Regions from separate parts of the Mus musculus genome. Here region 1 is linked to region 2. The links are chromatin contacts, called in public Hi-C maps. All regions are on one chromosome and are shown on one strand. The core of a region is the stretch at or near the end of the contact, and the rest is flanking DNA. Distances in the headings are between cores, read along the strand shown.

What was found. Hi-C and Micro-C count contacts between places; a contact is called where the count stands out from the background.
Region 1: a contact with region 2 is called in a Hi-C map of Sertoli cells, with 4 times the contacts expected there. The contact joins two enhancer-like sites.

Annotation. Positions count from the first base shown.
Region 1 is chr8:32,218,963-32,222,392 of GRCm38.p6, reverse strand. It overlaps a transcript of Nrg1 not described here. Among named protein-coding and RNA genes, the nearest start is that of Gm22140, 35 kb to the right of the region's middle. Within about 2 kb of position 1,407, at least 38 of the 459 cell types and tissues checked have an H3K27ac peak or open chromatin away from gene starts, as enhancers often do. A contact at or near this core is called in Sertoli cells, where this site is marked.
Region 2 is chr8:31,271,043-31,274,734 of GRCm38.p6, reverse strand. No RefSeq gene overlaps it. Among named protein-coding and RNA genes, the nearest start is that of Fut10, 86 kb to the right of the region's middle. Within about 2 kb of position 1,689, at least 58 of the 459 cell types and tissues checked have an H3K27ac peak or open chromatin away from gene starts, as enhancers often do. A contact at or near this core is called in Sertoli cells, where this site is marked.

The DNA of each region.
Region 1 (3,430 bases), core at 158-2,657, 950 kb before region 2:
GAGATCTTAGAGTGGGTTACCAGCCAGATGTCTCCTGCTCTTCCTATGGGGCGGTCCCTGAAACAAGGGTCCGAGGGCTTGCTACTGACCTGAGCTACAGCAAACTGACAACTGTTGCGGCGGCTAGTGCTGCTAACGAGTTATGACTGCTGATGAAGTCTAATCCTTGCCCTTCTCTTTCCATTTGAGTTTCAGTCGGTCTTTGGGCTCCATTGGCTCTGCATTTTAACATCAGCTACGAGGGGAGAATGGAGTTTTTCACAGCTTGGGTGAAGAGAGGAGAAAGATTACTTCTAATTTGGGGACCTTGTTAGGTCTTTGGGGGGTGTTTATCCAAGGCCAGATATTAATTAACTCATTAATTAACTAATTTAAAATGCTACTTGAAAGGATGGAATTGATCTGAGAACCAACTCAGTGGTTCATAGACTGGGGCCCTATCAGGCTCATTCCTACAGCATTCATACACACTTAGGATTTAAATTTAATTGAAATTCTAATCCCTACCAGGTTTTTAATAAGAGGCAATTATTAAGAGATTAAGAAACTAGATTCTCATTTCCCAGTTAAAGAGGTCAGGCAGTTGTCATAATACTTTAGGGAGTGTTAGCTAAGTGGCAGTACTACCCAGCGCCTGTGTCACGTTCCTCTCAATGTATCTTAACCTGCCCATGTGTATCCAACTTACCCCGTGGAACCCATTGATAAACCATGGCAAAAGGAAACCACTCCATGGAAAGAGTGGCTAGAGAAGACACTCTTTATCCAAGAGAGGAAAACCAACAGGCTCTGTTTGCCCAGTATGAAAATAACCAGTGTTTGATTCCAAGCAAAAAAGACCATTCGCAGCCAACTCAAAAAGGGAAGAGGGTGGTGTTTCTGAAAATCCGGGGCCTGGGGCATTTTCTGGAATGTGTACAGTCAGAACGTGCACATTCGTCAGCAAAAAGAATGCACTCAGCCACACCCCTCCCACCTGCTGACGACTCATTCTTGCTTTGTGGTCCACAGGCCTCTGCCTTGGTGAGCTGCAGTTTAACATCAACTCCTTTCAAATACTGGGCTAGTCGTGACCCAAACCAGCTCGCCCATTTCCTGCTGTGTGAAGACAGCCCCTGTCATCGCCCTCTCTGGGCTTTGACTCTCTTACAGGAGAAAACAAGGATGTTTGAACAAGTGCGTCTAAAGTCCACTCAGGTGACTGAGTACCCAGTGACTTCTTAGGTAGCCAAAGGCTCATACATGGCCCCTGAGACAGCCTGTGGTAGCATTCTTATTACCTCGCTCTGCTTGCCGTTCTCTCTGTGAGAATGAGGAGCCATTAGCACAAACTATGCCTGTCTTCTGGCAACTCACTGGAAATGTGCCTCGGCCTCAGAACTTTTCACAAAAGACGGTTATCAGGGCTGCTCAGCTGACCAAACCCCACCTACAGCGCAGAATGAGGCTGCTTCTGTAAACTGTTCTCAGAACAGCAGAGCAGTGCCTGCGTTTCCGACACACACACACCCACTGCTATTTCCTCAGGGTTTCTTTGTTTTCCCCACTTTTAAGTTAGGGTTAAAGTCCCCACCCACCCACCTACACCCCTCCATTGGGCATTTCTAAACAGGAAACCAGATGGCTACTACTTAGATTTCCTTAACTTCCACTTTAATAACTACCAATAAATTCTGCTCCTGTACTAACTTCCTTGTGGTGACAGTGACTTTTAAGATTCGTGAGACTTTTGACACCACCCCCCCTTAGTTGGCATCCCCACAAACTGCTTCTTGTTGCTAAACTCTGCTCCTTTGTATAGCTGAATTTCCCGATTGCTGCCTCCCGAACACGCTCCATCTTAGACACTATCTCATCCGCTTCCCCCTGCCAGATATTGATTATCTAGACATTCTCCAATCCCAGTCCCTTCAGCTTTACCGTTATGTCTTTGTAGCTCTCCTCTCCCTTAAACACAGTGGAAACAGGTTATTTTAACAGCTCTGCAACTTGAACTATGCCTTGCCCATTTCCAAAACCAGCAAAGGCAGCAAAGCTTGTGGCAGCTGTCTTCCACACAACAACCCTTTGTTCTCTTAATAAGTCTACAAGGACACTATCACTTGGCACTGTGACATCAGTAAGAGTCACTCAAAAGGATGTCCTTGGTCAGTATTGCAAGTGAAGTGCTCATAGCCAAACATGCTCTCCCCATGTACACACCCATTAAGAGGGGGACAGGAAGGAAAGAGAGTTGAACTTCCCTGGGTTATAATGTCCACTTGAAGGAGAATAATGAAAGACACAGGAAATCTGTGTCCTACAGTTTACCTTGTTCCAGAGTCCCATCGAATGTCCTCACCCGCTTCCTGGTCCTGGCATTCCCCTGTACTGGGACATATGATCTTTACAAGACAAAAGGCCTCTCCTACCATTGATGGCTTATTAGGCCATCCTCTACTACATATGCAGCTAGAGACATGAGCTCTGAGGTGGGGAGGGGGGGGTACTAGTTAGTTCCTATTGTTGTTCCTCCTACAGGGTTGCAGACCCCTTTAGCTCCTTGGGTACTTTCTCTAGCTCCTTCATTAGGGACCCTGTGTTCCATCCAATAGTTCACTGTGAGCATCCACTGTTGTTTCTTTATTAGTGGCCTGTGGTAGACTCCCTCACTTAAGCTCAGGGAACAAAGCTGAGATGTGCTTTGTTCTCTGTAGGCTTTTGGAGTTAGCTGCCTTCTTGGCTGCTAGTGTGCAAGTCTCACCATATCTGCTTCAGTTTGCTTTTATGCTTGTCTGTTTGTTTCCGATACTACAGACTAAAAATTCAGAGCCTTATCTTTGGAGGCACCTTGGCTTTTGAAAAGCTCTGTTCCCAACAACTTTAGCTTAGCCTTGTGGCAGGTTACCTCCAACCCATGCACGTAGATCGTGCGTGATGGGCTATTTCTGATTGCCAGGGAATCCATATATAGTTGCTAAGCTTGAAATCCACTATCCAGGCACTTTGGGGTGTGTTTGTTCCCATTGTCATGACACTAATTTTGCAGCTTGAAAAGTCCCCGTTTGAAGGACACTCTTGTGAAAATATGCAACGTTATACACGCATTTCTGACAAAAGGGAAAAAAATGTCAAGTCCACCCTAGCTCTGTCCAGACAAGCACGGAGAGAGGCGTGTTGACTTGCCAGGCAAATATTTTCCCCTAGTTTTGCTGAATGAATTTGATTCACTGCAGGGCATTTTCCCACACAGGCAGTAGAGGTGGGCTGCCTTAGGATCAGCCACTACCGGCTCTCCAGAGGGCACTGCAGTGAGTCATCATTTTCATGAATGAAAGGAATAGGCGGGGAGAGGGGGTGCAGGGTGGGTAAGGACAAGAAGCTTGTTGCTAATGCCTTCAAACAATGCAAACATTTTGTGAATGACTTTAGATAATATATGAAGAGCTGG
Region 2 (3,692 bases), core at 440-2,939:
AATAGTCTTGCCAGCTACTCATCCTCTGGCTTATAAACAAGGGCCCTGCATATTATTTGTGGGACATTGAAAGTGTGAGATTTGTCTGTACCAGTTAAATCCATCCAAAATGACCCGGTGTGACCATATCCGTTTTCAGGATCTTGTGTTCTCACATGCTCCTTGAAACACAGGGTGAGATCCTCGGTGACAAAGGGGACTAAGTGTGTGGTGTGGAGAGGGGGACATCCCTGCTCTGTGATGATACATCTCACAACATTGCACAAGAACGTTCTGACAAAGCAAACAAGGGACTGTGTTCATATGTCAGTGAAGATTAAGAAAGAGGAGCCAAGTGTAGTGACCCAGTAATCCCAGAATTGGGGGGTGACGGGCTGGTCAAGGCTAGCTCCTGCTAGGCAGTGAGTTCCAGGTTAGCTCAGGCTACATAAAACAATCTCTCAAAGATGAGTGAAGAGAAAGTATGAAGATGTTATATAACATATAGGTTTGCAACATTTAGTGTGTGTGTGTGTGTGTGTGTGTGTCTGTGTCTGTGTCTGTGTGTATGTGTGTGTATGTGTCACGCACACACACATCCATGTGACAGGGCACAGCTATGAGTGTCAGAGGACAGCTTGTAGGAGTAAGTTCTCGTCTACCATTTGGTGGCTGAACTCAGGTCATCAGACTCGGCAGCAAGTGCCTTTGCCTGCTGAGCCATCTCTCTGGCCCCCTAGTCAAAAATTTACCAAGCCAAGTACGTTTAAATTTTAACTTTTTCAAAGTAACTCAGAACTCTCCCTCCGTTTACAATGAAAAGAGGAGAAAGGAAAAATAGATTTTTATCAGTGAATAGCTAACAGATGGGACCAGAAACATTTAGGGGAGAGGACACAGAGACAACTATGGTTGCCATGGTTTCTTTGAAATTCAGTAAACATAGGGACCCAAATGGACAGTGAAATCCCCCACTGGGAAGAGCAGCTTGTTGCTGCCTTCTTTCTTGGATAGTTGCCAAAGCAGGCTTTGACTGATGGGAGTCTATGCAAGATGACTAAAGTAGCTGACACTCACCCCCAGCTGTACTCATTTCAGATTAGCCTAGACTACGCTACCCTCCTACATAACAGTCGAAAACAAGCCATGACTATTCTAAATTAACCAGTTATCCCAGTGGGTAGAGCCTGAAGGAAATATATACACTCAAGAGAGCCCAGTCTCTGCTCTCTTGAGAATGGGTAAGAGAATATGTCAAATATCTTGTCAACTCTGGTAGACACATTCAGGCCCTTGGTCCTTCTCATCACCTTCCGGTCATCTACAAATCTGTTCAAATCCCAAACTGCCATATAATAGCATATTGTGCTTACACTGTCAAATACCCCCCACCCCCGCCTCCCAAATTTGTTCGTGCCGATGACAGAAAAGAAGACAATGAGGGTAGGCAGAGCTCTTTTGAGATTTCCCAGCGCAATGAAGACTGTCAAACAAACATTGAACACATGGTTTGGCTGAACTTGCATGTTTCGTCTAGAGGTTCTGATCAAGTTGACACAGACTAAAAAGTCTTTTCCAGGGTCACCGCAGAGCTCGCCAGAGATGAGATCACTGTTGAACAAAGTTCTACAGCAAGGCCCTCCTCCCCACAGCCAGAACAGATTCTAGTCCACACCAGCTCACCACGGGTCATTCCCTTCTTGTTTTCCACCTCCTACGCACGGCCCTCCAGTTCACTGCAGGATTGTGCAACCTCGGCGGGGACTGCGTGCGGCTGAGGGTGTAATGGTTCTGTGGATCGAGCCGCAGTCAGCAGTGACCGGTGGCAGGGCTGAGGGTACCTAAGCCTCCCACACTGAGAGCCAACTATGGTAGCTTGGCTCGGCGACATGTCTTCAGAAGCCAAAGGCTCACAGAGCACTTTTTAGAGCATTGAAATTTGTCCCTGTTATGAGTCTGTCCCAAAGCCCAAAGTTTGCAACATTGTATTTCCTGTCGGGGGAATTCTTGCAAATGAAGTGTTCACTTTCTGGGAGTGGGGAGGGTGGGAGGAAGTAGGGGAGGGGAGACACAGGAAGCCTTTCTTTCTGGAACTATCTGTAGATCAGCTCCACTGAGCAGTCTGCCCCAGCAGCTTAAAAGTCTTTCTATCACCCGAGAATGGGCTTCTATAACTCTTTCTCTACATTCTCCATACTTGTCTGTCCCATGCTGCTAGTCTTCTAGAGTTTGGGAAAATTTGAGAATCTTTTTATAACAGATGGGCCCAGACATATGATGGCTCAACTTACAGTATTTTCAACTTCATGATGTTATGAAAGTAATACACATTTATGGGACTGTAGTTCCAATTTTGAATTTAAATCTCTTCCCACACTGGGGTCATGCAATCTGAGACTCTCTAGTGAGGCCTGGTGGCGGCAGCAGGTCAGACTCCAGCAAGACGCAGGATCCTGGGGGGAAACAAGAGCACTTCATAGGGTACTCTGCCTGAGATGGAATATAGCACTCTAGATGGACAGAAGGCATGTTGAACTTATAAATGGTATTCTGAAAGCACTTTCTAATTCAAGGAACATCTGTTTGGTAAAGTTTATTTGGGAATATTTGACTTTCAAAACATGGATGAGAATACGAATTTTGGAAAGAGTCAATAGGAGATAAATATAGATGATATTGACGCAGCTATAGAGGAAGACAGGCATATAGATAGACTTAGACAGATGTCATGAGATTTATTGAGGGTCTTGGCTCATGTGATTATAGTTGCCAAGAAGCCCCTCTGCCTACTCCCTGCAGCTGGAGAAAAAGGGGGGCTCTGAGTATAATTCCTGGTCCAAGAATTATTCAAGAACTGAAAAGGGCAGGCAGTAGGGGTGGCAGTGGAATTCCAAGCTTGAGTCCAAAGGCCCCCAAACCAAGATCGTCAACGCTTGGGGAGGAGAAGGTTCTGGCTCAGGAAAAGTGGGGGTTGGGACCTTACTAGGCCTCTCTTCGTCATGGAAAATAATAAAGCCCCATCTTTTAATATGAGCATCTGTCATTTTTATATCAAAACCCTCTTTCATAACTCTTCCAATGATCTAATAACTTTAAATGACTATTAGCTCTTGGTTACAATTGCTTTACAAAGAGAAAATTGGAAAATACCTTGTTTGCTGGAAATCCCCATTTTAATTGACTTCAATCGTTTGCTATCACAGGTAGCAATCTGTTTCTATGTGAACCTTGGTTTTCTGTTTCTTCTTCTGTCTCTTTTTCCTTTTATTTTTTTTAAAATTTATTTATTTATTATATGTAGTACACTGTAGCAGTCTTCAGACACTCCAGAAGAGGGCATCAGATCTCATTACAGATGGATGTGAGCCACCATGTGGTTGCTGGGATTTGAACTCAGGACCTTTCAGAAGAGCATTCGGTGGTCTTAACCGTTGAGCCATCTCACCAGCCCCCCTTTTATATTTTTTAACTCCAGTGTTTATTCCTGTTGCCAAGGAGTTGGATAATTCCTGACAGGACTGAGATTTTTCTTTGGGGGTGGGGATGGATATAACAATGGCAAGCCCTTGGAAGCAAGCCGCTGTCCAGCCTATGCACATGTGTAGATGGTGATTGGACGCAGCCCGTAGGATAAAACTTGACCCTTTGGAGGTGCTCCCGTTAAGTAAGCACTGGCTCGTTCAGACATTTCTATAGGAATGATTGCTTCTAGA